6 separate regions of the Mus musculus genome follow, and regions 2, 3, 4, 5 and 6 are each linked to region 1. The links are chromatin contacts, called in public HiChIP or PLAC-seq, Micro-C and promoter capture Hi-C maps. All regions are on one chromosome and are shown on one strand. The core of a region is the stretch at or near the end of the contact, and the rest is flanking DNA. Distances in the headings are between cores, read along the strand shown. Region 1 holds the start of Osr2 (odd-skipped related 2). Region 2 overlaps Vps13b (vacuolar protein sorting 13B). Region 3 overlaps Stk3 (serine/threonine kinase 3). Region 4 overlaps Stk3 (serine/threonine kinase 3). Region 5 overlaps Stk3 (serine/threonine kinase 3). Region 6 overlaps Vps13b (vacuolar protein sorting 13B).

Region 1 (2,700 bases), core at 55-2,554:
CAAAAGGCTTTTACCTTAATGGGATCGTTTCCGTAGTGTCTGCCTGCCTTCCTGCTTGGTCTTTGACGATTCGGCTCGGCTCGTAGCTTTCTGCTTACACCTATCCATCTCCTCACATAGTTGAGGTTATTGTAATTGTCCTTTGAGGGGGCGACCGAAAAGCATCTTTTGGTGAAACACGTTTGAATTGTACAGTTCCTTTAAAAGATCTATGGTTCTGCAAGCACCAGCTAAAGTGTCCTCAAGTGGTTTGGGACGAGGGACAGTTTGCTTAGTTCTGTTCCGGCGGCGCGTTGCGTCTGAAAAGAAGTTGCTTCAAGTGGATCTTATCGTTCCCTGACATCCTTTTCCAGAGGGACTGTAATACCCTCTCATTTACACGCTCACAAAACTAAACCTTTAGGAGAACTAAGAAACCTAACAGTACATGTCAAATTCAATCAATTTTCCTGGCGGCTGAACAATGAACTCAATTTTTGCTGAGAATGAAGATAATGCACGTTTTGAGGCACTGGAATAGTTTTTTCCTAAAATTTAAAAAAGATTGTTCTTCACCCATTCCAGATGGGCAGGTTATTGTTTGCCAATGGATTGCAGATGCCCACTCCTTTGCCTAAGTTGGTTAACTGCTTATGAAATGTACATTAGCTGATTAAAGCTTAGATATTGAAAGAAATTTCTCCCGGAACATCCAGATGTCTCTGCACTAATTATGAAATTAGTCAATTGTCACCTTCATAAACAAACTTCGTTTTGAAAACAGGGAGGAAACCAGACTACACACATAGTCACAATTGACCAAAAGTATGGGCAGAACTGTTTTACATAGGAGGAAGGGCGGTATATGCTGGAAAACAAAATCTAAAACTGATAGCTTTGGCCCTTTGAAGCAGATGATCATATTAAAAGTGTTAAGATGTGTAAAATGACGCGACAGCTAACCGAGTAAAAGTACGAAATGCCCTTTGGACTTCTCTGCGGGCTTGGGGGAGCAAAGATCCAGTAGTCGGACTTCTATCGGTGTGAGGAAAGTGTCATCCAAAAAGAGGGGATGGGCGTTGTCTTTGTGTGAGGTTTGAATTGAGTCACCTTGGGCTCTGTGTCTGGGTTAACTGGGAAAACCTCAAGCAAACCTGCGCCTTTAAGACTCAGTTGCTATCCAAACACAAGTAAACAGAGTGGACCATTAGCGGGCGCCGGGCTTGGAGGCGGAGCCTGGGCGCTGCAGCCTTGCTCCTCTGCAGGACGCCCGCCGCGAGGGGAGGCGGGGCCGCTACTAAAGCCTTGGACTCCGGGCCAGGGGCAGCCTGGGGCGGGACGCGGGCTGGGACGGAGCTCAGCGCGCTCGCAGCCGGAGGGTGATGGCCCTGCAGGGCTGCGGGCTCCGACTTTACCCGCAGTCCGCGGTCAGAAACTGGCCCAGGCACCGGGATCTGGGCGAGCTCTGAGCACTCATCCCAACACGCTCGCTCTTTACACATCCCGCTTCCACGGACTGCCGAAGACCAATTACCGCTGTCGCTTTCGCTCCCCCAGATCATGTTCTCGGTTCCCGGGACAACGCGCCGAAAAAGAAGTTCTCCCAGTTTGGACCTCATGACCTTTCCAAGCTGTGCGTCCTGCTGTCCGGACCTAGTCTGAACCGCGCTGCCCAGGCAGACATCGGTTCTGGCGGTGAGTGTCCTTTCCAGGGCCAGGCTGTAGCCTTCCAAAGGAAGGGAGGGATGTGGGTGCTCAAGGGGCGCCCAGGTTCTCAGTCTGGAGCGCTACAAGTTCAGAAAATGAAAGGCAGCCGTGCGGACCCTAGTCCCGGGCCTCGTGTTCTGGCCTCCTCCGGTCCCTGCACGCGACTCCCAGCTAATACACTCAGTTGTACTTTTGTGCGCTGTCCCTTAGTTTGGTTTTGGTAGATTTACGCATTCGGCAAGATTTATAAAGGCCGATCATCGTACTTTGTGGCCAGATCCCATCACCCCGTGATATTGCTCCCCTGCTCTAGAAAGCGGGATCCACGCTTCCTCCTACTGCAGCTCCGGCACTCAGCACGGAAGGGCCGGGACACACGGTGCAATCAAGCCAGCGACTCCGAAGGCGCATTTCACAGGGGAATAGTCCAGTCATGGGTGATTATTTTTTCCAACCGTGTACTGGCCTCTTGCTTTTCCTCCTGCTCCGGTCTTCGCCCAGAGGCCAACAGGCAAGCTTCTCAGGAGCTGAGACGCTTGGGTTGTCGAGAAATAGCTCGGAATGGAGTCGCGGTTGTAGGAAGGAGGCAGGACAAGGTGTTTGTGGAGGCAGCAACGCTGGATCGGTCTCCCCACCTGTGAGCAGAGAACAAAAGAGTTCTGACTGCTTTCGAAGCGAAACTGGGTGCAGACAGCAACTTTCTCTGCTCCACAAATTCCAGTCTTGAACAGAACAAGAAAATGAAATGGAGAGGGAGGGAGCGGAGACAAACCCAGTTTATGCGGAGGGCGCCTTAATTTAATTAACTCTTCGGGAAGGCAGAGGCACGGGGAAGGGGCAGAAACTTCGTGCCCCCCCCCCACTTGACCAAATTCTCCTCCCCCACCATGATCGTAGATCTCTTTCTACTATAGCTCTCTGGCTTTTACACAGTTCTGCTGTGTTTGAACTGAAAATCAGCGAACATAACCATTCATCCATCTGTCATTTTACTCAGAAGCCCATACACAGGGT
Region 2 (2,700 bases), core at 148-2,647, 370 kb after region 1:
CACTGACTGAAACACTATTAATATTTAATTGTAGCTACGGACTTAATGTTGTAATATTCATGTGGGTAGATTCTCTGCAGCCAACATTAAAGATGATGTGTATCCCACTTATTAACATAAAATGTGACGTAGGTGTTTAGTTATTCAATAATAGGGTCTTAATTGTGTATGTATTGTACTCTTATCTTCTAACAAGTCTGTGTGAATGGAAAATGGCCTGAGAGCTTTAAAAGTGATACTGTTAATTTATAACTGTTCTAAATCAACAAAGGAGTACACATGGCTCTTGCTGCATATATAGCAGAGAATGGCCTTGTCATGCACTAATGGGAGGAGAGGTCCTTGGAACTCTGCAGACTTGATAGAATCCCCAGTGTAGGGGAATCGAGGGCGGGGAGGGATGATGTGATAGGATATTTCCAGGAAGGAGGGAAACCCGGAAAGGAGATAACATTTGAAATGTAAATAAGGAAAATATCCAATTTTTAAAAAAAGATAGGAAAGGAATTGTCTTTATTAAAATGTATTGCAATTTGGACTGCCTAGAATACTTTCAGTCCAGTTAATTAGGTTGTAATTTGTGTTTACAAATGCCTCCACTATATTTTTTTTTCTCAATATAGAATCTAGTTAGCCAGTTAACTTGCAACAATAAATTATTTTCAAGACTCCATATTTACAGACTCTGTCATAATCTTAAACGCTTACATCAGAGAAAGGGAAGGGGGAGTGATGTTGCTGATACCTAGCTGAGTCCTCCTGGATCAGACTCTGTCCACTTGGGAGTCTAATATTTTCTCCAGTCGTCTCAGCTGTTTTCCTGCAGCTGAAGACAATCTTGCTCTGAAGGACTCATCCAAGTACCCAGTCTGACAGTCAGCCATTTTATCTCCTGCCATATTTACTTTCCAAATTACTGTCTTTCTTTCGTAGAGACTTTGTGATAAATGTGTAGACATTTAATTTATTCAAGATATGAAAGTTATACTTGGTTTTACGTTCCTATTTTCTGGATTGTTTAGCACTTTATAGCTCTCAGTTGAGCTATAAGTGAATAAATTTTGCTACTTTACATTGAATTCCCACGATTGCCTATTCAGCAGTGAACACTAAATGGTTCAACATGAGCTGCTCCTTGTGTAAACATACAAAAGGCCCGTCCCAGACTAAATCAATTTAAAAAGGAAAACATTAAAGCCATGTTTCCTGTTATACACTTAAAGTCATCTTTGGTTCCTTATGATTACATTATTGACCAACTATTGCAAACTTGAGTTTATCCTCCCACACCACCTGCTGAGTAGTTTAAATGGTGTGGGAGGAGAGTTTGGAAGGCCAAAGCCATTACAATTATATAACTCCTACGTGGTAGTTGATAAAGCAGCTTTTTGTGTGAAGAATAAGGAAGTTATGAGAACTGTGCTTCTTCGTCTTTCCTGCTTCGATTGCTTGGTTTCAAAGGCAGCAATAGGGATGGAGCAAAGTTCATAGGTCATTTTCGAAGCATATGAAGTTGAGACAGGAAGATTTGATTTCTTTCTCGATAGCAAACGTGTAGGGAAAGGAAGCAATACTATAAGGCTTTTTACTGTAACATATTTACATTATAGTTTTAGAACAGATTAGAACTCATATGAGGAAAATTAATGTTATGTTTAGGGAGGAGATGAGAGGATATCCTTTATCTAAAGCTATGCTGAACAAAATAAGAAATACTTTCTCCTACATGTGCAGCCACGGCCAAGAAGCAGGACTGGGTGGGTAGGGGAGCAGGGCGGGGGGCGGGGCAATAGGGGGCTTTTGGGATAGCATTTGAAATGTAAATGAAGAAAATATCTAATAAAAATTGAAAAAAAGATATTGAATCATCTCTACTCTTGAATACATATTTTGCTCAGCCTTAGTGTTTTATGAACAATTTTTAATAAAAATTGCCTGTTGAATTTAAGAAAGAAAGAAAGAAAGAAAGAAAGAGAGAGAGAGAGAGAGAGAGAGAAAGAAAGAAAGAAAGAAAGAAAGAAAGAAAGAAAGAAAGAAAGGAAGAAAGGAAGAAAGAAAGAGACTTTCTCAGGAGTGAAATAGCCAGGATAGAGTTTTGTTTTGTTTTGTTTTGTTTTGGTACAGAAGTTGGAGGCTCCTGACTCTGCAAACTGGCTTAGCTTGCATGGCTGTCTGTTACTCTGCTCAGCATCATAGTTATGTTGCCCTTTTTATGGCAAATATCTTACTTTTTTTATCCTTTTTTTCCCCTTTTGCTAGACGTTCATCTGTTGTTTGGCCTTGTTGGTCATCTCCTATCATTTTGCTCATTCCTGCTCTTGTGCCCTACTCTCCAGAGCTTTTCCTGCTTTATTATCTGCAGTCTTGGTTTCTGGCCATGGCTTCCTCCCAAACACTAGTAAGTTAAACAGTATGCTTTCCTGAAGTGCCATCTCCACTCTATCACTCTATATAGTGCCTGTAGTGCATAAGATTGGAATTGTTCCTTTATTAAATTTTTGACTAAGAAGTAACTATTGTAGAAATGTCTTTTAAATTTCTTTCTTTCTATTGGGTATTTATTTCATTTACATTTCCAATGCTATCCCAAAAGTTCCCCACACCCTCCGCCACCCACCCACTCCCACTTCTTGGCCCAGGCATTCCCCTGTACTGGGGCATATAAAGTTTGCATGACCAATGGGCTTCTCTTTCCACTGA
Region 3 (2,700 bases), core at 149-2,648, 380 kb before region 1:
CTAGGCTGTATGGAAATGAAGACAACTGAGAGTCAGAATTCTCCGAGGCTCTGAGCTCTTCACTGTGGAGCCACTGTGCCAAGAAACACATTAAACATTCAGTTTTGAATCAAGAGGAATACGTTTTTACCTTTTATTTGAGATAGAAGATTAGATTCTAATCTTTTTGGTTTTCATTCAGATGAGCACTACAGGTATATTTTTGCAAGTCTGTGAATACTTAATTTAAAAGCTATGGACAGCAACCTAAGGGCTCTGACCATGCAAAATGTTTTATAAACAGTTCCATGTGTACTGTTCATCTGGAACCTCACTAGAGATGGATAATGACCTTGTATTTTGTACTCATTTATTCAGAATTAGCCAAACCTTCTGTTTTTAATTACATACTTAATTTACCTAGCATGGTCTAATTACAGAAAACAAAACATCATTTAAACAAAAAGGTGGCCTTGAACTTAATCTATCAAAACACCAGTTAGTTTAAAAAGTTTTCAGCTCTTAACAAACTGCCAAGACATGCAATAGCAATTTTCCAAATGTGATCATACGCTTTTACAGCAAAAGGTTTACTGCATAATCAAACATCTGCATATACTCTAAAACTTCAACATGTTGCTTCACTGTTAATACACATTTCCTTAAACTGTGATAGACTTTAAAAATCTTAAAGCTAAAGTTCATACTACAGAATAATTTTTAAATATCCAAGGTCAGTTTGGCTTTGAAATGTCAAATTATCATAACCATGGCTACTTATTGACAAAATGATCTAGAACTCTATGCAAACTCCTATGTGGGATTTTTCCTTAGCATCCTTCTCTGCGGTATTGTAGCATAGCACGTGTCTCTCAAAGACAGCTTACAATGCTGAATTGTTAGTATTGGTTGAAGAATCTGTCCTTGACTGCAGATGTCATAAAAGCACAGTTTGTGCCTTTTGTCTATAATCCCAATGTGCAGCATACACCTCAATGCACACATGCTGAATTATGATGCGGTAAGAAACTATCTCCCCAAGTGGGTTACAGGATCTTATATATAGAAAATCCTAAGAAAGCAACCAATAGTATTCAAACAACAGATGAGTTTTAAGGGTTTCAGAGTTCAATATAGCAAACTATGTTTCTACACAGTGGCAATGAATAAAACTGAGAAAAACAATTCTATTTAATAAATTTAATAACAGTATCAAAATCAGTAAGGCATACAGTAATAAGCTTAACAAAGCAAGTATGAAATTTCTACTCTGAAAACTAAAAAGCATTACTGAAAACATATCAAAGAAAAACAAACTGCATAGGAGAGCAAAACAGGTCCATGGGTTGAGATCAGTCATGTGCCCATCCTGATCTACAGACCAACAACAGGAACTACTTCGTGGTTACATGTGCATGAGGTGTCTGAGAGGGAAACTCGGAGACGCTGAAAACAGAATGGCAGTTGCCAGGTGCTGGACTGAGGAAGGGAGAGTTGTTTAATGGGCAAACAGTTTCAGATTTGTAAGAAATAAACACAAACATATTCAATACAACTGAACTGAATGTGTGCAAATTGTTAAAATGATAATTTTTGTAACCAAAATTCTCAAAAATGATTTAAAGAAAATCCAGTAAAACAATATTTTTAAAGAACAAAACTAGAAGATATAATACTACTCAATTTAAAAACTTTCTACAGAGTTAGAATAACTAAGACAGTACAAGCCAGTGGAACAAACCAGACTGCCTGGAGAAAAATATAGGTGTGGTCAATTGATTTGAGAAGGTCCTAAGCTTACTCAAGGGAGAAGGACTAGTTTTTTCAATAAATGGTTCTGAGGCAACTGGCTCTAAACAACATGGAGAAGAATAAAATTTGATGCTGACTTCATATCATATACAAAGACAGATGCCCAAGTTTAAGCAACAGCACAAAGCATGAGTATAAACTTCTGTGACAATAGAATCTCGCCATTGGCACCAAAAGCACACAAAGAAAGATCAAACCATTAGAGTTTAAACCTAATTTTAAAATTCGAGTTTTGGTTTCCTTAAAACAAAACAAAACGAAACCCCACAGAGATAGTGTGGGAATATGCTTTCCTTTAAATCCCAGGTATGAGATATGGGCCCTCAGCTGTGCACAGCAGCACTCTATGGCTTCTTGGCGCTTTAGCAGGATTTTGCCGGGGGCTGATAGTTTCTGTGACTGTGTGATGTTTGGAATTCTGGGGACTTTTTCAAAAGGTATGTAAATGCTAGGGTCTTGAGAGGTAGGGTAGATTCAACAATGGGGTTGGTTGGTTGTTGTTGTTAGAAGTTTGTTAAGTGTGCAATGAAGAAAGAAGAAGAAGAAATTAAATATACGGATGGAAAAGATTAAATATCTCCAAGAACTCAACACTCCAAATCAGCAGTACGTAGTTTAAAGATAAGTTGCCCCTTTCCTCTCCATCCTTTTCTCTCCCCTATCTAGTGTTAGGAAGTTGAAAGGGTAGAGAAGGGTGGAAAAAAGAAGAACCTGAAAAGTAGCCAAATACTGGCTACAGGATGAGGCTGGAGAGATGGCTTAGTAATTAAGAGCACTCATTGCTCTTCCAGATGCCGAGTTCAGTTCAATGCCCCATGTGCTGTGCCTCACCACTGCCTGTAACGGCAGATCTAGGGCACCTGACACCCTCTTCTGGATTTTGTGGGTACATACACCTCCCTTCCTACA
Region 4 (2,700 bases), core at 122-2,621, 310 kb before region 1:
AAATTAGATGGAGAGAAGCTTGAAGGAATCCCACTAAAATCAGGGACAAGACAAAGCTGCCCACGCTATCTATTCAATATAGTACTTGAAGTTCTAGACAGAGCACTTAGACAACAAAAGGAGATGAAGGGGATACAAACTGGAAAGGAAGAAGTAAAGGTATCACTATTCATGGACAATGTGATACCATACATAATCAATCACCAAAATTATACCAGAGAACTCCTATACCTGAAAACAACTTCAACAAAGTGGTTCTATATATAATTAACTCAAAGAATTCAGTAGCCGTCCATTATACAAATGACAAAGATGCCAAGAAAGAAATTAGGGAAACAATACCCTCCATAATAGCCACAAATAAAACAAAATATCAAGCAAGTGAAAGATCTGTATGACAAGAACTTCAAGTCCTTGAAGAAAGAAATAGAAGAAGACCCCAGAAGATGGAAAGATCTTCCATGCTCATGGCTAAGGAGGATTAATTGTGCCCTTCCCCCAGCCTTGAGTAGGTTAAACAAACCCCTGATGGTTTTACAACCTGGCTGGAGTCAGAGTTGGCCTCACTGTATTAGCATTTCCCTACCTGAGCTTTGAGGAAATGCTAATGCAAGTGAGGCCGACCCTGACTTCCCACACAGGCTAGCCTTTATGTTCTAACAAGGTCTTTAACAGTCTTAATCAGCTGTAAAGCTTATGGCTACAATGATCTACCAGGCAAAACAGTGCCCTATAAGTGAAAACAGTTGTGTGACTCTACAGGAATCACCAAGCAGTCTGTGGGAGAGAGCTCATACCTGGTCCTTACTAAGCAGGTCAAAGGCCCTCAGGATTAATCTATTATTTGTGTTTTGATAAACCGTCATGCCTTCAAAGTGCCTTCTAAATATTCATGTTTATACCTATAGACTAGTTCTTTAGCCAGCCTTTATCAAAGAAGACTTACTAACACAGAAACCCAAAAATAACCCAAGTGATATGAAGTGTTCAGCAGCAACCAGGAAAGCTACAGCACACCCTCTGAAGCTCAGGGAGGATCACAGAAGAGGCGGCGACAATAATGTAATAGGTAAAGCTGGGAACTAGACAACAAAAGGATGCATACTGGACCTGACAGCACCACTGCACACAGAAACTCCCTGCAGTCACGGTTATCTGTAAAGACCTGCACAAAACTGAGCAGTTACCATTCCCTCATTGGTGAGGACAGAGACCATGAGAGCATCATCTTCCAGAAGTAATTAGTGTTACTGAGGGAGGATGTAGCTACAGATACCATTCATATGACCCAGACTCAGAGAAGTAAGAGTAAATAAACTCAGCAGACCACACACAAAAAGGCATGACAGTAGGCGGGTCTCCTTACGAAGGGAGGCAGTGGGAGAAGGAGATAAGGAAGCTGACTGGGCTGTGACAATGACTACAAGTTATGACATAAATGTGGGAGACGTTGATAAAAACTTGTTGAATCCTTCTCATCACGCACAATTCCTCACAACCCATACCTTTCTGGAATAAAAAAATTAAAAGTACACATTTATAGGTATATACAGCTTATATTTTTGATGACATATTTTGAGCTGGCTTTCAAATATTTTATTTCCCAAAGCCACACTGAAAATTGATAGACTACAACTATAGCAAGCTGAGCTATATAGAAAAAATATTTTTGTTATTTCTGTAACTCATAAATTTTCTGAAAACTGCATTCACTCAGAATAAAAAAATAAGAGCTACATTTGGCATAAGTATGAATATAAAATATATTCTTAAAGCTACTCAATACAATACATTTCAAAGTTCTAGAAATTTAAAAGTAGCAAACTTTTACTTCAATATTTATCTTTATAAAAAGTTTCAATGATCAAATGTTAACGTTGTACTATGTCCTATCAGCCCAATGATCAGAGAAGGTTGAACAAGCATTTGGGCTAGAAATCATAAAGGTGGCTAGCAAGAACAGGTGCTCTGAGCTAAAAGTTAATATAAGAGCTGGCCACACTAATCAGCCCCAGGATAAAAAAGCCTTTCCTCTTTGAAATAATAAAAAGATGTGTCATGAAGAAAGTTATCACTGAGAACAGATGGGACACAAAACATCTATCCAAACTTCCCACCATATCCTAAAGCCAGTCCCTGGTACCTTGCCAATCCTTGGTTTCAGCCAAATGAATCCCCCAAAGAGTAACAAATCCAAAAGAAGAATCCACAACTGTCATGAGCCAAAGGAACAAGGTAAGCTTGACTCACACACATAAGAGTTGCAAAACAACAACCTTGTCTCCACAAATACAGATGTTAAGTTAATCACATTACCAATTAGCATTGGCATTATCCTATAGCTGTTTTATGGGAGAACAAACTTGGGGATAAGCTAAGATATTACTACTTCGAAACACAGAACATGTTATTTTGTAAGAGATCTGCCACTTACTCAAAGGCATTATCACGTCTCTACTGTTATCACTAAAATCTTGGTAAAAATTGCCTTACTTGCTTTCTAGAATGTTTGTTTGTTTAACTGATTTTCTAATGCTACAGAAGGTTTACCCTCTTTTCCTGGATAACTTTAATTTATAATCTGGCAGAATAAAGAAAAATGTTACTGACTCATGGGTACTCAAAACATTTTTGTCTGTTGTGTTTTTAATTTATTGTTCTCTCATACATTACATCCCTACCACAGTTTTCCCTCTTTGA
Region 5 (2,700 bases), core at 53-2,552, 270 kb before region 1:
CTTTTGTTATATAAGTACCTTGCAAAAGGCTGGATGCATTTCATTTATTGTTATATCTCAATGTCTAAAACACTGTGAGGAAAAAGCACTTACAAATGAGACAGGGCTGGGAGGGTAACTCAGCAGTAGTAAGCTGTTTGCCTCACAAGCCCAATGCTCTGAGTTTGATACCCAGCACTAAAAGACAAATGAATAAATAATGAATAAATCACTATACCTACATCTTAGCCTTTCTCAGGGGGGACTTAAAATATATAAAATCTTACAAAGAGATGGAACTGGATAGCTAAATAAAATGAATATTATATGTATATACACATATACATTCATAAACACACACGTTAGCTGGCTTTCTTAGGAAGATAGAAGACTTGGCAGGAAATGATTTAACTTCAGAAAGAATAAAATTTATATGAGTCATTGACAAACAAGTCAATCCACCTTGAAAGACTAGTAAGTACCAACAACTATGTGAAAAATGTTATAATAAAACCACATAATTAGGCCCAGAGAACAGGACTATCTTGCCAGTATTTGTTGTCATTGGCAAACATCCATATTAACTCAGCTTCCCCAATTCAAAATACAAATGGAATAGTGAATTGCCAACTCACTGGAGAGAAAGACTGTATTACAATCTGGGTTCATATTAAAGTTACCTCATTCTTTTCAACTTAGATCTGACCTACAGGAAAATTTTTAACAGATTCTACTGGACAAGTGCCATAGTAAAGTTTAAAATTAGCATTTCAGATGCTAACCTAAAGGATTTCCATTTTATTTCTCAAAACCAAACTAGGCTAAAAATAAAATATGATGAATTATGAGTATAAAGTGAATAAAAGAAACATTTTGTCAGGGAAAAAGAAAAGTGCAACACTGGTCCCTTCTCTCGTTTCTTTTGATTTCATTCATGCGTGGCCTGAGTCAGGGCTGAACACATGGCAGCTGTAAACTGATGAAGCTGATACTGCCCCTCTTCCCTTCAGTTCCATTATGGAAACCTACACACACGAACATGCACAACAGGGCTTCATGTAGCCCAGGCTTCAAACTTTCTATGTATCTAAAATAGCCTTGAACTCTGGTCCTCCTGCCTCTACCTCCTGGGTGCTAGGGTTCCAGGTGTACAGTACCACATTCATTGACTTACCCCATCATTGTAAGAACTCTTTCCCTGAAGACATGTGAATAATTGAGTCCCTGTCCCTTATAGGTCATCCACCATAACTTAAGTAGGATGCACCAAAGTCCAAGTTGGGAAGCCAATAAGTTTATTGGGCATGAGTCAGGGTGGGTTATACATAGAAGCCTGACTATGAAAAATACTCACTGCATGATGTATATCCACTTCTCCACATCTGACAGACAGAGACCTGCCCTTGTAAACCTCCCAATACCATGAGGCCACATGCAATTGGAGCAGTACGACATATGGTGGCTGGGAGGTACAGAAGAGTGTAGACAGACTCTCAGGTGAGAGTCTGATGGCCCACTCTTCTTCCTCTTCCTCCTCCTCCTCCTCTCAGGGGTCTCTTATAAGAAGTCACAGCTAGCTGCTCTGATGAACACTCTGGCCGCTGTGCTCAGAAGGTGGTACTCCACAATGAACAGAGACATGTCTCCCTTCTGAGTTACTACATGTGCAAAGAAAATCGAAATACTCCCATTTTATACAAGAGCGTTAACTTCATTAATACCTGCATGTCACAAAACATTGCATTTCCTTTACAAAAAAAAATGCACTAGCTGCTGTACATCTGTGTCAATAAACTCATAATTAGAAAAGTCACCCAAATATAATGAAATGTCTGAGCTTGGGGTTTACTGGGTGGTGGGAAAGCTCAGGATGTTCTCAATGGAGACTGTTTAGAGGAGAGATGGAAGAAACTGTAAGTAACAACGTAACACTGAGCAGAAAGGGGGCAAAGATAAATACCTAGAAGCACATACAAATAAAGTGTGGCTAAAACGAAAGGCACGGAAACAGAAAGATACTCAGAGCCAAAGGCCTTCTATAACACTCTTAAGAATCTGACTACTAACTAGCCTCACACTTGTAAAACTGCTTCCTGATGGAGAGGTTTTGAAGGGAACAGGATGATCTGTGTGACTTAGGATGATAAATCTAGCAGTGTTGTGAAATTGACTCTGGAGAAGACAAAATGGAGGACTACTATTTAGAGTGATGTAGAAATGCAGAGGGAAAAATACTAAGTCCGAAAAATGGGAATAAAGAACTCCTAGAAGAGTAATGCATTTAGTAAGTACTGAGTAATGGAAGTCTGAATTATCTCTAGCTATGGGGACTGGGCAGGAAGAAAATGTCAATAGAACTTGACTAATAAAACTGGAAGATTAGACAAAAGCTATTTTCCAGACTCTTGAATTTGGCAACTGGTAGTATGAAAAACAATGGAAGATACTGAATTAAAGCTTGAAACAAATGTGTGAATATTAGATTTTAAGTGTCTCAACAATATAGAAAATAATTATCTAGACAGGAACTAAAAATGAGTACAGGACTCAAGATCGACAGCCATGGGGGTGGGGGAAATCAAGAAATGAGACATCAAAGAAGTCAAAAGAGGCAAGGGTGGCAAACAGATCTTCTATGGACAGTTGCAGGACAGCAGTGGGGAAAAAAGAGCCAAAGTCTACTCAAGGAGAAGTAAGAGGAGCTGCAGCCATAGGCACCTG
Region 6 (2,700 bases), core at 64-2,563, 320 kb after region 1:
TGGAAATATTTTTGTCCTGGTTACTAGAAAGCTAGTCAAGTGATCCTAGGGAATGTATTTGTGGTATTAGAAATGTTGGTAAACTCTAAGGACAATGACAGATCATTAGCGGTATATTATAGAAATAGAATGCATTAGCACAGTTGGTGAAAATACAGCAGAACATGATTAGCCCTGTGATAACTTTGTTTTCCTAAGATAGTTCAAAGCAAGTGTTCACTGCTATTCTCCCTCTATCCTTCCCTACCTCTCCCCTTCCTCCTCCCTCCCTCCTCTGTGTATGTGTGTATGTTTGTGTGTGTGTGTGTGTGTGTGTGTCTGTCTGTCTGTCTGTCTGTCTGTCTCTTACTTTGATGTAGGGCCTCACGATTGTAGCCCTGGTTCTCCAGGAACTTGCTGTGTTGACCAGCTTGGTTTCATACGATCTGAAGAGAAACCAGAGTATGACCAGCTTGGTTTCAAATTCACAAAGATCTGCTAGTCTCTGTGTGCTGAGTGTCAGATTTAAAGGAGTGCCCTGTCATGTCCTTCTACTGCTTTCATTCACACACACACACACACACACACACACACACACACACACACACACACACACAATATTACTACAAGGAATTGTAGATACAGAATTCAACAATTTTAAGATAGTTTTATTTTAAAACTGACCATTACCAATGATACAGTTGAGCATAATATGTCAATCATCCCAAAGTTGCAATTATTCTTTTTCTACCTCTTGGCACAAGCAAACACTGACCTGCTTTTTTCCCCCGTAACATTGTCTGCTCTGGATATTTTAATAAACTAGAATCATACAGTATACAGTCTTTTACTTCTGACATTACTCACCCAGTATAACAGATTTTTGAGATCCTCACATCACGTGGTATATATTAGCATATTCTTTGTATTTGCATTGACAAGGAAAGTCCAATTGTGCATTTATGTTGTTATGCCCAAGTTGCAGGTATCTGAAGACTACCAAGGAGTCAGTTCAATTGTAGAACTCATAAAGGTCTTTAATGAGCTTGTGAGCAAGCTCTCTCAGACTCTCACCATAGCACCTGGTCAGAGTGAGAGCCCAAGTCTATTGTGGTAACAGCAGACTTAGGGGTTTTTCATTATGGGTCAACAAGTTAATATTTTTAAAACTGCATTTCTGGTGTAATCTACACAAACCGAACAGGACTACAAAACCTCCTGATGAGCAGCATGGCTAAGTTATCTATTCTCTTCGGGAAGTCTTCAGTTATCTCTATGTACTGTGATCCCACCATTGTATCCTGACTGGCTGTTGCTAAGGGGAGTGGATTGCCATAGGATGTTTGCTTTTGTGGACTTTGTGATTTTCTTCAGGGAATTGGAGTTTAGCTGCTGGTCTTATGCAAATTGGGTTTGTTAAAAACACAGAGTTGATTGGGCTTGACAATGTCACATCTCCTTTCTGTTTGCCAGTTGGTATTGGTTGCAGTGGTAACAGTTCTTGCCTTTGCTGTGCTTTTATGACCATGGAGGTGTGCATATACTCTTGTGAAAGAATACCATACACATGTATTTCTTTCCCTTGTAGATGGCATTAATACTATTTTATTTTTGAGTTCCTTAGTATATTTGCTAGAACTCTTCAAGTGTCCTATAGAGAGTGGACATACTTACTTTTTTTTCTAATCCTTGGAGAATGTGTACAGTTACTCAATATAGAGTATGATGATAGCTATAACTTAAATGTTCGTTTTGGGGGTAGATACCAGTGATCCTCAAGGTTCAGTTTAACTCACTCTTTGCATGTTTGGGCCTTGTTTGTTTGTAGACTGAAAGTACAAGGCAGGGCCTGAGCACTCACAGGGAAGGAACAAAGGCCAGAGTTCCCAGCAGGCTAAAGACATCCTACTAGGTAGTCTCTCATGTTTCCTCGCATGCATGTTGGGAATTTTTTCTAAGAGTGCCAGTGTCAACTGTGACGTTTTTAACAAATTTAAATGTGATCTTGTTCCATAATCATCACTTAGTATTTGTTAGAATAAAGTTTGGAAACACATACAAATATACCTATTTATTTAAAGTGAGAATCTGAAATCATTCCAAGTACAGGAGATGATGGTGGCAGAGGTTTAATTTTGTAAACAGCATAGAATTTGATACAGGTTTAAAAATTAGTTTAAAATCAGTTACAGATGATTTAAAGTACTCATTTTTTTCCTTAGTAGGAAAATATTATATCTGGAACAGGCAAGGTGTGCAGGGCGGACCATGTCCTACTATGAAATTATTGTTTCTAGCCAAGTTACCAACTACCCTCTACCTGTATTTATTATATTACCTAAACTCCCAATTTCAGAGTTTCCTGGTTTAGATATTTTGAATGTTCACATTTATCATATATGTATATGGTATTTGATGGAACATTAATATCCACTATGTATGAATATCCACTATTTTTCACTATATATCCACTATTTATTATATATATATATATATATATATATATAGTAGATAGTAAATGTTCCATATATATATATATATATGGAACATTTACTATCTACTATAGTGGCAAAGAGGGTGTTAGGACTTCTATTTCTGTTTTTATTTCTTGTATTTAACATTCTTCTTATGCTTATAATGTATGAAAGGTATAGAAGTATATATAGTAATTACAAATATATATATGTGTGTGTATATATCTATATCTATATCTATATCTAT

What was found. Promoter capture Hi-C pulls out the DNA fragments that hold promoters and counts their contacts. HiChIP or PLAC-seq counts read pairs in DNA pulled down with a chosen protein or histone mark. A called contact is a pair of places that touch in the nucleus more often than the background predicts.
Region 2: a contact with region 1 is called in a FOXA1 HiChIP or PLAC-seq map of pancreatic cancer cells. The contact joins the enhancer-like site here to the promoter of Osr2 in region 1. A contact is called at or near these places in 8 of 39 promoter capture datasets (cranial neural crest, frontonasal cranial neural crest, hematopoietic stem and progenitor cells and 4 more), 2 of 484 Hi-C or Micro-C datasets (stem cell-derived neural stem cells and uterus) and 3 of 115 datasets of contacts at active chromatin or transcription factors (bone marrow-derived macrophages, pancreatic cancer cells and stem cell-derived neural progenitor cells).
Region 3: a promoter capture Hi-C map of pre-B cells shows a contact between it and region 1, with 3 times the contacts expected there. The contact joins the enhancer-like site here to the promoter of Osr2 in region 1. A contact is called at or near these places in 8 of 39 promoter capture datasets (the 3T3-L1 cell line, the C10 cell line, HPC-7-derived erythroid cells and 4 more), 1 of 15 datasets of contacts at CTCF or cohesin (large pre-B cells), 3 of 484 Hi-C or Micro-C datasets (embryonic fibroblasts, embryonic stem cells and nephron progenitors), 7 of 115 datasets of contacts at active chromatin or transcription factors (craniofacial prominence, embryonic stem cells, large pre-B cells and 1 more) and 1 of 9 other capture datasets (embryonic stem cells).
Region 4: a contact with region 1 is called in a Micro-C map of the G1E-ER4 cell line, with 4 times the contacts expected there. The contact joins the enhancer-like site here to the promoter of Osr2 in region 1. A contact is called at or near these places in 5 of 39 promoter capture datasets (the 3T3-L1 cell line, the C10 cell line and maxillary cranial neural crest), 1 of 15 datasets of contacts at CTCF or cohesin (large pre-B cells), 1 of 484 Hi-C or Micro-C datasets (the G1E-ER4 cell line) and 6 of 115 datasets of contacts at active chromatin or transcription factors (craniofacial prominence, embryonic basal ganglia, embryonic limb bud and 3 more).
Region 5: a contact with region 1 is called in a CTCF HiChIP or PLAC-seq map of the NIH/3T3 cell line, with 7 read pairs. The contact joins the enhancer-like site here to the promoter of Osr2 in region 1. A contact is called at or near these places in 7 of 39 promoter capture datasets (the 3T3-L1 cell line, 3T3-L1-derived adipocytes, the C10 cell line and 4 more), 1 of 15 datasets of contacts at CTCF or cohesin (the NIH/3T3 cell line), 2 of 115 datasets of contacts at active chromatin or transcription factors (craniofacial prominence and embryonic stem cells) and 1 of 9 other capture datasets (adipose tissue).
Region 6: a contact with region 1 is called in an H3K27ac HiChIP or PLAC-seq map of extraembryonic endoderm stem cells, with 5 times the contacts expected there. The contact joins the enhancer-like site here to the promoter of Osr2 in region 1. A contact is called at or near these places in 7 of 39 promoter capture datasets (the 3T3-L1 cell line, the C10 cell line, hematopoietic stem and progenitor cells and 3 more) and 5 of 115 datasets of contacts at active chromatin or transcription factors (embryonic limb bud, embryonic stem cells, extraembryonic endoderm stem cells and 2 more).

What each region holds. Positions count from the first base shown.
Region 1 is chr15:35,294,794-35,297,493 of GRCm38.p6, forward strand. It overlaps Osr2 (odd-skipped related 2), which reads left to right and starts at 1,305. Exons shown (of 4, transcript NM_001368665.1): 1 at 1,305-1,674. Gm52178 (a long non-coding RNA gene) reads right to left here and starts at 1,241. Exons shown (of 3, transcript XR_003951500.1): 1 at 15-1,241.
Region 2 is chr15:35,662,879-35,665,578 of GRCm38.p6, forward strand. All of the region lies in intron 30 of Vps13b (vacuolar protein sorting 13B), which reads left to right. Among named protein-coding and RNA genes, the nearest start is that of Mir875, 3.2 kb to the left of the region's middle. Within about 2 kb of position 1,398, at least 13 of the 459 cell types and tissues checked have an H3K27ac peak or open chromatin away from gene starts, as enhancers often do. A contact at or near this core is called in pancreatic cancer cells, where this site is marked.
Region 3 is chr15:34,914,558-34,917,257 of GRCm38.p6, forward strand. The region is part of intron 10 of Stk3 (serine/threonine kinase 3); the gene reads right to left. The region is part of intron 1 of Gm52204 (a long non-coding RNA gene); the gene reads left to right. Among named protein-coding and RNA genes, the nearest start is that of Gm52204, 5.6 kb to the left of the region's middle. Within about 2 kb of position 1,399, at least 16 of the 459 cell types and tissues checked have an H3K27ac peak or open chromatin away from gene starts, as enhancers often do. A contact at or near this core is called in pre-B cells and pro-B cells, where this site is marked.
Region 4 is chr15:34,982,045-34,984,744 of GRCm38.p6, forward strand. The region is part of intron 8 of Stk3 (serine/threonine kinase 3); the gene reads right to left. Among named protein-coding and RNA genes, the nearest start is that of Gm52204, 73 kb to the left of the region's middle. Within about 2 kb of position 1,372, at least 24 of the 459 cell types and tissues checked have an H3K27ac peak or open chromatin away from gene starts, as enhancers often do. A contact at or near this core is called in the G1E-ER4 cell line, where this site is marked.
Region 5 is chr15:35,020,454-35,023,153 of GRCm38.p6, forward strand. All of the region lies in intron 6 of Stk3 (serine/threonine kinase 3), which reads right to left. Among named protein-coding and RNA genes, the nearest start is that of Gm52204, 110 kb to the left of the region's middle. Within about 2 kb of position 1,303, at least 37 of the 459 cell types and tissues checked have an H3K27ac peak or open chromatin away from gene starts, as enhancers often do. A contact at or near this core is called in the NIH/3T3 cell line, where this site is marked.
Region 6 is chr15:35,614,233-35,616,932 of GRCm38.p6, forward strand. All of the region lies in intron 23 of Vps13b (vacuolar protein sorting 13B), which reads left to right. Among named protein-coding and RNA genes, the nearest start is that of Mir599, 45 kb to the right of the region's middle. Within about 2 kb of position 1,314, at least 4 of the 459 cell types and tissues checked have an H3K27ac peak or open chromatin away from gene starts, as enhancers often do. A contact at or near this core is called in extraembryonic endoderm stem cells, where this site is marked.